Linked DNA regions of Mus musculus: all the other regions are linked to region 3. A link is a contact called in public HiChIP or PLAC-seq and promoter capture Hi-C data. All regions are on one chromosome and are shown on one strand. The core of a region is the stretch at or near the end of the contact, and the rest is flanking DNA. Distances in the headings are between cores, read along the strand shown.

Region 1 (3,726 bases), core at 269-2,768, 67 kb after region 3:
TCCTTTGGTTGGTTGGTTAAGACAGAGTTTTTCTGTGTGTAGCTTTAGCTGTCCTGGAACTCTCTGCAGACCAGGCTGGCCTCGAACTCACAGAGATCCACCTGCCTCTCTCCCATTGAGTGCTGCCTGTGCCATCACCACCTGGTTCTGTGGAATACATTTTATAAACCAACCTTAACACCAACTGAAGACTACGGAGCCTTTGAAGAGTAATTGTGAGACAACCTCCTCCCTATAAGAAACCAGAGTCAGAAACACACACTGATGTAAATATTAAAGCTTACCGACATGGAGGTTAGAGAGATGGCTCAGTGGTTAAGAGCTCTGACTACTCTTCCAGAGGTCCTGAGTTCAATTGTAACCAACCACATGGGTGGTTCACAACCATCTATAGTGAGTTCTGATGCCCTCTTCTGGTATGTAGGTGTAGATAGAGAACTCATATACAGAGGTAAATCTCTTTTTAAAAGGCACACAGGTGCCAGGCATAGTGGTGCACGCCTTTAATCCCAGCACTTGGGAGGCAGAGGCAGGCGGATTTCTGAGTTCGAGGCCAGCCTGGTCTACAAAGTGAGTTCCAGGACAGCCAGGGCTATAAAGAGAAACCCTGTCTCGAAAAACAAAACAAACAAACAAACAAACAAAAAAGGCACACAGGCACACATCAGAGAGGGCATCAGCTGTTGGAGCTAGAAAATGCAAAGTTATATGGACATTCCAATGAGCTATTTTTCTCTCTTTCTTTCTTTCTTTCTTTCTTTCTTTCTTTCTTTCTGTCTGTCTTTCTCTCTCTTTCTTTCTTTTGGCTTGTTGCAATTTATTTACTTTTATTTTATGTATATAGGTATTTTGTCGGTATTTATATCTATATCTATGTACCACATGCACACAATATCCACAGAGACCATCACATCCTCTGGAATGGAATTACAGATGGCTGTGAGCCATCATGTGAATGCTGGGAGCTGGGAGAGGAACAGGTCCTCTGGAAGAGCAGTCAGGGCTCTTAACCACTGAACCATCCAGCCCATCAGTCTTCTAGTTCAATCCTGCTATTCTTAGTACATATTTCTCGCCATTAGTCACTTCATGGTGCAAGGTGACAACTACAGCTCCAACCAACATTCTAATGGAGGAAGGAAGAACAGAAGAACAAGAAAGAAACACTTTGTCGGTTAGCTCCACTTAGGGAGTCTCTCTGGCCAATCTCACAGAATGCTTCCGTTTAAAGCCTATTACACTTTCTCATTACAAAAGAGGTTCAGAAATAGCCTGCCTTTGTCAGGGAGATTGCTAAAATCAGAGCGGTGCTACGGGGAAAAGAGAATGTCAGGTCAGATCACCAACGGTCTGCCTCGCTGGAGACCAGAACGGCTGCTGCAGAAGACTGGGGAGATCATAGGGAATGAGCTAAAGGGATTTCTATTTTCAAAATTCTGCACCCCTTCACGTTTCTACTCCCTCCCTTACCCATGCGGCACGGTGGCAACCCAGATAAAAACAAACTGGAGAAGACTGAGTCTCCTACACATGGCTGCACAGCAAGCCATTGCAGAGGGCCACAGCCTAAAATAACAGTGCTGTAGGGGCTGGAGAGATGGCTCAGCCCTAGGAAGTTTGTGAAGTTATGAGCACGAGTTCAGATCCCAGTACCCAGACAATAAGTCCAGCATCTCGTGTAGCCCCTGTCTGAGGTGGGCAGAGAAAGGTGAATCACTGGGGCTTGCAGGCTTCTAGCCTAGCTGAGAAATCGTGAGTCCCAGGTTCCAGGAGAGACCTTGTCTCAAAGGAGTAGGTGGAGACTGCTGGAGGAGGGCATCTGGTGCCGCCTTCTGGCTTCTGTGCGCATGTGCGCAGGGGGTGAGGTGGGGGTGGGGCCGTGTGCGCACGCACTTCATGTACACAGTGCTTTGTTATTTCTCGTCTTGTGGACTAGCTGGACTCAGCCGTGTGGTCCCGCTGATCTCTTTGGAACTACTTATGCAAGTACAAGACACCAACAGAGTCACTGGCTCCAAAGAGGCTAGGATGAGCTAAGGTCTATGGCTAACTGTTAGCTTGCAGTCTCTCCACGTGGTTCCCCAAAGCCAGCAGTCTACCTGGGAGTTTCTGTCTTGGTAGGGAATAGTCCATGCATCAGCAGGTGGGAGCTACAAGGCCTCTCAAGAAAACGAGGCTCTATAGGAACAGGTTGCCAAGGGACGGAGGCAGAACATGCTGAGAGCTTCAACTTCTAAGCGAGTCCAGACAAAAATAAGCCTTTTAGGAATAACAAACAATCATGACTTCGATCTAAAGAAAAAAGAAAGAGAACAAGGCTCAAGATTTTGAAAGACATAGCTTCTGTCCCATTCAGTGGGCCAAAGTAAGTCTCAAAAATCATGGATTTAAGATGTACAGGAGGCAGACTACATCACATCTTGGGATGGACCTGCAATAAAGTCACACTGGGAAGGAAGCAAGGAGCCCATCAGGGAAGATACAACATGAGAACTGGCTGCCAACCTTCCCTGAATAAAGCAAGGGCTGGTTGAATAAGTCCTGCCCACACAAACAGCACCCCGTCTGTCTCAGGTAGGAGAGCTGTTATGAGAGGGGTGGGAGGGAGGTAGTACACACCTACAATCCCAGCACTTAGGAAATGGATGGTGGAAACAGAAAAATCAGAAGTTCAAGGTCACCCTCGGCTACATAGTGAATATGAGGCCAGCTTACTCAAAACAAACAGCAACAACAACAACAGCAAAAGGAGTTCTGGGGCTGGGCAGACAGCTCAGTAGACAAGAGTGCTGGTTGCTGAAACTTGAAGACCCACGTTTGGATCTAAGCAACATATAAAAAGCCCAGCATGGTGGGGGCTGTAGAGGTAGCTGGCGCAGCAGTTAAGAGCACTGACCATTCTAACAAAGAACCCAGGTTTGATTTCCAGCACCCGCATGGTGGCTCACAATCATCTGTTACTTAGGCTCAGGGCATCTGACATCTACTTCCGGTGTCAGATGAGCATAGCTCGAACGCGGTGCACAGATATATGCATAGGCAAAGTAACCATGCACATAAAATGTTTCTTGGTTTTGTTTTGTTATGTTTTGTTTTTTAAAGGTTCAGTGTGGTTGTGCTTGCCTGCGACTCCTGCCCTATGGGGGTGACGGGAACCAGGCGGATCAACAGAGGCTTTCTAGTGTCCAGTCAAGACAGGTCCCCTGTCTCTGGGAATAAGGCTAAGTGTGGTAGAGTGCAGAGCAGGACCCCTGACATCCTCTGCTGGACTCCTAATGTGCACACGGTCACAGAGCCTCTCTCACACTTGTATATACAATACATACACACACAAGAAAAGAAAATAATAAAATGTTTTCTTCAAGTCCTATATTGGAAATCTGATTCTACATTTAAAAAAAAATATATATTATTTTTTATTTTTTTAGTTTCTTTGATTCTGACCCCGGAAAACCGAATTCAGCTTCATCTTTCAGAGCTCTCCACAGAAGCTGAAATCAGCCCCTCTCACAGAAAGAGCAGCTCTTCCTCCAGGCCCCCTACCTTATAGCTCCCACTTCCTCACGGACAGAGGCTCTCCATCCCTAAAGAGATTTGTAAGCAGATGGCCTTTAACCCAGTGAGAATCCTCTCGCAATCTGTGCTAATCTTCTTACGTGTTAATATTTAGCATTGCCTAGTCCCGCCCAGGTGTGAGGCAGCTGCCCGGCTGCTTGTCAGCTAACG
Region 2 (3,536 bases), core at 33-2,532, 110 kb before region 3:
ACCACCACCCAGGTTAAAAAGATGTTTTTGTTTGTTTGTTTGTTTGTTTGTTTTTTCAAATCAGGGTTTCTCTGTGTATCTCTGGCTGTCTTCGAACTCACTCTGTAGACCAGGCTGGTCTGGAACTCAGAGATCTGCCTGCCTCTGCCTCCTGAGTGCTAGGATTAAATGTGTGAGCCACCATCTCCCATAAACTAACTCCTTCTATTAGCTTGTTCTTTGTGCTTTCTTTTCGGATCCACCAATAGGATACACTTTCTGACAACTTTTAAAATCTGATATGCCTTCACTTCGAATCAAAGCCCACTTGGTGGGTTCAGATGAATTGTCTCTTGTCACTCTTCACAAAACAAGAGGAGGACAGGCACATGGAAGCAGATCATTTTAGCCAAATGTCCATCGTCCATCAAAGTCCGTCTTGAAACACGGGTGGTAGCACTGAGGTCCAGTAAAGCAGAACCAATAACTTCATGCTAATTACACAAGTACCCAGGGTTCTGCGCAGCACTCACCTGACTGGCACACAGCTGCCCACGCAAGGAGATGTCCACCCCTCCTCCCTGACCCCGGGAAGCACAACTAGCTTGTCATAAACATCACTTTGCACAGACGGTTCCATTCAAGTTTGAAACAAGCCCCCCCCCCCCCAAAGCTAATGAGATCTGTCATATTGATACATCTTGACCAGGAATCCCGAACATCTCCCCCACTTTCCATCTTCCTCTCCACAATCCAGCTAGTCTCCGCCAAAGTTGTGGAGAGCGCCTAGAAGCCTCTCGCTCTCACTCCCCGGCGATTAAGTTGGTTCCTCAAATTGTTCCGGACAGGAGGGGCAGGAAACAGCGCCGGCTTTGGTGACGGCTGCAGCGGAGTGGGTGAGGGCTGTCCAAGCGGCCTCACATCGATCCCTGGTTTAAGGTCTGGTTAGGTCACAATTCTAGCCTCCCTCCCCCAACCGCCTGTAGTCCTGGAGCGGCCACGTCCCTAGAGGCCTGAGTTTCCTTAAGAGGCCCTGCTGCTAGTCCAGCCAGGTGGGAGGAAGCTGGTCCAAGTCTGGTGGCCCTAGGTGGGCGGAGCCTAATTGTGGCTCGAGCTAGAAGGAGTGTGACCAGGAGGTGCCGCTCACCCTTAGCGATCCGGTACGCGTCCCTGCACCCCCGAGAGCTCTCAGTCCCTGGGAGACAGGTGCTGTGGCCGCGCGGCGGCGCCCCCGAGGGGAGGTCCTGGAGTGCCCGCCCTCACCCGCCCAGTCTACGCCCCTCCTCTTCTCTCCCCTCCCCCGCAGTCCACTGCCACCGGTCGCCAGCGATCCCGTTCCCGGGTCTCCGAGCAGACCCAGAGTGCGCTCGCCGAGGTGTTGGGACACTTGCGGACCTGACCCTGGAGATCACCCGGGTTTGCCCGCCTCCCATCATCCGCGATTCCCTGGCCCGCGATCCTGAGCCCAGGGAACTCATTGGGTGGGGGTAGGGTCCTCGGGGACCCGGGCCAGCTCCCGGGGCGACGATGGAAGAGCAGCAGCGCGCGCGCTCGCACACGGTCACCACCACTACCAGCTCCTTTGCGGAGAACTTCTCCACCACCAGCAGCAGCTTCGCTTACGACCGAGAGTTCCTCCGTACCCCGCCGGGGCTCCTGATCGTAGCCGAGATCGTAAGTGTCGGGCCGGGCCGGGCTGGGCCGGGCGGAGGGAGGCAGGTGGACTCGGCTAGCTCGCGCGCCTCCAGCTCCGCCCACCGAGCTGGCTCCGGTCTTCCCGCGGGCTCCGGGAACACTCTTGAGCTTCGACTTCTTTGTAAAGTGCAAAACTCACATTCAGGTTCTTTCACCTGAGGCTCCCTTGGGAACCAGGGTTGTGACCCTCAGGATGTCTGCTGTGGGAGGTAACTCACAGCTTGCTGTTTTCATTCGAAGGATGGTGGTCTTTCCCGGGAGCCGGATACTTTGGTGGGCGTTTATAGATAATGGGTGTCTGGAATACTTAGGGCCTACCTCACCTGATCTCCACGTGCAGGGGTCCCTAAAAAACAACGTTTTTGTTTGTTTGTTTGTTTGTTTGTTATCAAACTGACCCTTCCAAAGTGCTGGTCTGGAACTCAGAGCTTCACGTGCCAGTCGGATGCTCTATCGCTGAGCCGCACCCCCAGTTTTAAAAGTTTTCCTATTAAAAGTTATAAAGGAGAGAACTTCTGAGTAATTAACTTCCTGTGGTCAAATACAGATGAATCAAGAACATTTCCCTGAATAAATCTGAGAATCTCAACCTCTTTAAGCCCTTGAGGGCCGCTGTACGGACTGAGCACATCCTGGTGGGGGCTGGGCAAGTGCCCGGGAGGGAGGCAGGACTTGTACGTGCTGTTCCTGGGAAGCCAGGCCTTCCGCCTGGAGTTCTGTTGACTACTGGTGGAGGCCACTATCTATTGTCCTCGCCCTCTACCAGGGTGTCAGTCCTGGAGGAGCTTCTAAGTTTGTGTAGGCCCTGATGCGCTCTCCCTTGAAGGTGGTTGCAAGTAAGCTTATTTTACACGCGAGGAAACTGAGTCAGAGACTGGACGGAAGTTTACACTTGTTGGCAGAGCTGAGATTCAAACCTATGTCTGCCCTTTTCTTGCTCCCTGCTCCTACCTGCTAAGGAGCGTCGACTCCCACAGTCTAAATAGGAGTCCCCCTTCTGTTGCATCTCAGACCCAAGGAAGCATTTGTGAAACTGAAATCCAGCCCATAGGAAAGCTAGAGAATGGGGGCGGAGATCGTGTTGTACAGTGGTTGAGTGTGCATGGACCCTCTGAGAAACCTTCAGCAGCCCCTGTGTGGATCCCGGGAGCTTGCTGACTCAAGGCGCAGATCCACCCCAGACCCACCCAATCAGCTTCCACGGAAAGTTGGGAAAGTGTTAGCTTAGCTCATCTCCAAAATGGTTGGCCCAGGCAGCCCCAAGGGTATTTGCAGCCCTATTAAATAGCCCTAAGTATTACAGTCACAGTGCAAGGCCTGGCCTGGCGTTAAAGAGCTCAACAAATATTTGCTGTGTGAGTGAGGGAGTTGGCTGGCTCTCCCGCTTCAGAAAAGCAAATAGACGCTCAAGTGACTGAGTTGGGGCTTCTGTGGGGTGGCTCAGACCACCACCACCTTGTGTTGGTGTGTTTGCTGCCCACGTGCTCTCTGTTACATACCTTCAGAGAATATGAAAGCGATAGAACTGTCAAGGACCCTTCGTCCCATCACTAAGGTGAACTACTGTTGATGTGTTCACATGGCTCTATAGGCTGCAGGGAGCTCCCCCATACAGTTTTTGGGGTTGGTGTATGTGTGTGCATGGGCATGTGTGGCTATGTTCATATTCCCCTTCTTTACTTGGGAGGGGGACGTGGCCTGTGGAGATCAGAAGACAACTTATGGCAGTCTATTGTGTCCTTCTGCCAAGTTGCCTCTGGGATTTGAAGGACACTGTCAGGATTGGTGGCAAACACCTTTTTTATCCATGGAGCTATCTGACCAACCCTCTACCTTATTTTTTGGTCCCAAACTAATGGCAC
Region 3 (3,803 bases), core at 66-2,565:
CACCTGTAATCCCAGCACTGTGGAGACAGCAGTATCAGGAGTTCAAAGGTCATCCTCTACATTAGTGAGTCTAAAGTTAACTGGACTACATGAGACTTGAGACCCTGTGAAAAAAGAGTGGAAGAGAAGGAATGGAAAGGAGAGGGGGAGGAAGAGAGGAACAAGGGGAGAGAGGGAGAAGGAAAAGAAGGAGGTGGAAGGGTGGGGGCAAAACCACACCCATCTGGGTTAAAGGAACAGGTTCTGCAAATGCGCAAAGACGGGGAACCCAGGTGCCTGCGGAACCTAAAGGTGTCCACTGCAGACATCTTAGGAGGATGTAGGGGGTTACACAAGACCAGATCTACTTATCACTTGTCTCTGAATGATTTCCTCTCATCCCCAAGCTGGCACCTAAAAGCAGCGCCAGTTTTCTAACTGCTGGCTTTCTACTTCAGGAAAGTAGGTCAACTGAGTTCCAAGAATGTAAGTTCTGATTATCGGCGTTTTGAGAATTTTAAATCTTCCCAAGAAAGGCAGTGGGCCACTTTTAGCATAAATGGCTCACAAAACTAAACAAAACCCATAAACATTCTAAACAATTTGGTTTTCCGAAAAGTGTCTTCTTGAAAAACCTTAATACCCATTGGCAGCTGAGACACAGCAGGAGTATCATAATTTAAATAGCAAAGATGACTACAGTTTCACGCCTAGGCGGAAATAAAGAGAAGCAGGTTCAGGTTCTCTCACCCGCACACATGAAGCAGAAAGATGCCCTTTCGACTCTCTCTGCCTTGATCAAACTCACTGTGCAAGTTAAACACATACACAAACTATCCGACATGTTATATTGCCCTAATGGGCCAGCACCCGGAAAACCGCAAAAGCCAGAAAAGATAAACAGAAAGCACTACGTTGTCTGAAACACAAGCATTCTGGGCGATAATGAAAGAATTCTAGCTGAGAGAAGGGAAAAAGGGTTTAAGAGGCTGAGGCCGGGCCACGGGTAGGCGGTGGACGGCAACGCCTCCTTCCCGGGTAGGAAGGGAAGGAACTGGGGTGTGGAAACGGCTGCTTCCCGAACGAGGAGGCCGAGCGAGCGGCAGCCTCGAGGCATCCACCCCAGCCCTCAGCCCACAGGTCCCGGCCGCCGCCGTAGGCTCACCAGCTGCAAGCCTTTGAGGATGCGCCGATGCCAAGGGAGCCTGCCCAGGACGAAGTAGGCGGCCAGGCCGCTGCGCGCACCCCTGCCAGTGCCCGGGGCCGCCTCGGTGGTGGGACTGTAGACCGCTCCGTTCTCCATCGCCCGCAAACACTCGCTCACCCAGCTAAACTCTCGGCCGAGCGGTAGGGGGCGTCACTTCCTGGGACTCCGCCCACGCTTCCGGTCAACTCCGCCCTCCTCACGCCTCGTCACGCCCCCTCGCTTGCTGAGCTCCAGCCCATAGAATTTCTCTCCCTTTGCCACGCCCCCATGGTTTGCCGCGCCTCTTGTTCGCCACACCCCTCTGCCTTTCCTGCTCTCTGGTTAACTCTCGACAGTTTCTTTCTTTTTTTGGGTTTTTATTTTATTTATTTATTTATTTTTGGTTTTTCGAGACAGGGTTTCTCCGTGTAGCCCTGGCTATCCTGGAACTCACTCTGTAGACCAGGCTGGCCTCGAACTCAGAAATCTGCCTGCCTCTGCCTCCCAAGTGCTGGGATTAAAGGCGTTGCGCCACCACTGCCCGGCTAACTCTTGACAGTTTCATGCTTTCGATGGACTTCAGCTTTTTTGTTTTTTGGATTTTTTAAATTACACTTTGATTAATCTATCTATTTTATCTATATTTTTAATCTATCTATCTATCGATCTATCTATCCATCCGTCCATCCACCTATCTAAGAAGGAGCGTTGTGCTGAGGTCAGAAAACTATTCTGAGTCATTTCTTCCTGAGAATTGAATTCATTTTCAGGCTTAGTAACTGGCGCCTTTACCTACTGAGCCACCTCTCCGCCCTGACTTGATCTGTGTCTTTTAGTTTCGTTTCGGTCTGATTTAAAAATAAAAGAAATAAAACCAAGGTTTCACGTGCCCAGACTAGCCTAGAACTATGTACATAGCCAGCACTAGTCTGCAACTAGTGACAATCCTCCTGCCTCTGTCTCTGAAGTGCTGAGATTACAGGCACGTGCTCCTCCTCCCCTCAGCCTGTTTTGTTTTTTTAAAACTGCCAGAGATCACATTGAGGTCCTTCTGTATGCTAACCGCCCTCCTCCCCCGCGCCCGTCCCCGTCTCCCCCCGCCCCGCCCCCCCGCCCCCCCCCCCGTTGAGCTGCACCCCTCCATGCTCCTCCCACAGAGATTTGACTTATTTCTCACGTCTCACTATCTTCCATCTTTCAGATAGTCATCTTCTCATGGGCGGGAGGGGTGCACCCGCGTATGAAGGTGCAGGCTCGCGCGGGTGCAAGTGTGGAGGTCAGAAGTCAACCTTGAGTATGTTCCTCAGGCACCATCTACCCTGTTTTAGGGCAGTGTGTCTCACTGAACCTAGCTTACTAGATAGGTGAGGCTAAAAGGCTAAGAAGACCCAGAGATCAGCGTCCCGCCTTGCCAGCTCCGCCGTTACAAGCACAGGCTACATTGGTCTTTTTATATGGGTTCTAGGAATCGAACTCACATCACCAATGGCAGCCAGCACTTTACCAGCTAAGCTGTCTTCCCTGTTCTTGTTTTTCAGTATCATTGGATGTTTACAGTACAACTGAAAACCAGATCTGGATATTAAGTTTACTGCCCCGTGCCAACCAGAGACAGAAAATCCTTTCTGGCAGGACAGTTAGCAGATTAATGAAAATTTCAAAGGACAATTAACAAAAAGATTAATCAGAGTGTCAGATATTGATATATGACATGAACATACTGACCATGCCAACAGATGAGTGGACAAAAGAAATGCAGAACATTTAGTGGAATTTTACTCAAGTTTATTGTTCTTGTTTTGTGAAACCATGACATCTGTAGGAAAATGAATACAACAGAGTATTACTGTGAAGGGAAATAAGGCACATTCAAAAGACAAAGGCCATATGGTCTGTCTCATATGTAGGTCCTAGATTTTAAAATTATATTTATGGGGCTGGAGAGATGGCTCAGTGGTTAAAAGCAATTTCTGCTCTTTAATAGAATCTAAGTCTGGTTCCCAGCACCCACATAGGGTGGCTTACAACCACCTGTAACTCCAGTTCCAAGGGATCCAATGTCCTTCTATGGACTCTCCTGATATATGCATATATGCACACTCTCCGTGTGTGTCTGTCTCTGATCTCTGTCTCTCTCTGTCTCTCTCTTTCTCTCTCTCACACACACACCCCTGCACAAATATACAAAGGAAAAAATAAATTTTTTAACTTTAAATTTATATTTGCCTGCATGTATATTTGTATACCAGGTAAATCTCTTCTGCCCACAGAGGTCAGAAGAGGGCATTGGAGTCTCTGGAACTGGTGTTATAGGTCGTTGTAAAGTGCCTACAATCAAACCTGGGTCCTCTGCAAGAGCATCAACTACCCTTAAGTACTGAGCCATCTCTCCAGTCCCAGGATAAATCAACTTAGTGTGTGTGTTTGTGTGTTTACATGGGGTGTTTGTATATCATGAAACTAGAAAGGACTTCATGAGAGGGAGATGAGACTGGAGGCAGTGGAGCGCAGGAAAACAGAATTGCAAACAGAGGGAAGACTGGGAGCCAGCTGAAGGGGTGGGGCATGAATGAGGCCCAAGCACGATGAGATGAGACATGTGTGAAATGCCAGGATGGAAACCATGCTTTGTATACTG

What was found. HiChIP or PLAC-seq counts read pairs in DNA pulled down with a chosen protein or histone mark. Capture Hi-C pulls out chosen DNA fragments and counts their contacts.
Region 1: an H3K27ac HiChIP or PLAC-seq map of embryonic stem cells shows a contact between it and region 3, with 6 read pairs. The contact joins the enhancer-like site here to the promoter of Cmtm6 in region 3. A contact is called at or near these places in 1 of 39 promoter capture datasets (macrophages), 42 of 484 Hi-C or Micro-C datasets (the 63-12 cell line, B cells, the BV-2 cell line and 29 more), 17 of 115 datasets of contacts at active chromatin or transcription factors (CD8 T cells, the SCID.adh cell line, bone marrow-derived dendritic cells and 10 more) and 4 of 9 other capture datasets (adipose tissue, embryonic stem cells, liver and 1 more).
Region 2: a promoter capture Hi-C map of liver shows a contact between it and region 3. The contact joins the promoter of Cmtm8 here to the promoter of Cmtm6 in region 3. A contact is called at or near these places in 5 of 115 datasets of contacts at active chromatin or transcription factors (the 230-238 cell line, embryonic stem cells, extraembryonic endoderm stem cells and 1 more) and 3 of 9 other capture datasets (adipose tissue, liver and pancreatic islet).

Annotation. Positions count from the first base shown.
Region 1 is chr9:114,662,128-114,665,853 of GRCm38.p6, reverse strand. No RefSeq gene overlaps it. Among named protein-coding and RNA genes, the nearest start is that of Cnot10, 24 kb to the right of the region's middle. Within about 2 kb of position 1,518, at least 17 of the 459 cell types and tissues checked have an H3K27ac peak or open chromatin away from gene starts, as enhancers often do. A contact at or near this core is called in the N1E-115 cell line, embryonic stem cells, extraembryonic ectoderm and 1 more, where this site is marked.
Region 2 is chr9:114,841,898-114,845,433 of GRCm38.p6, reverse strand. Cmtm8 (CKLF-like MARVEL transmembrane domain containing 8) reads left to right here and starts at 1,282. Exons shown (of 4, transcript NM_027294.2): 1 at 1,282-1,653. The coding sequence starts at 1,507.
Region 3 is chr9:114,728,715-114,732,517 of GRCm38.p6, reverse strand. Cmtm6 (CKLF-like MARVEL transmembrane domain containing 6) reads right to left here and starts at 1,315. Exons shown (of 4, transcript NM_026036.3): 1 at 1,145-1,315. The coding sequence starts at 1,282.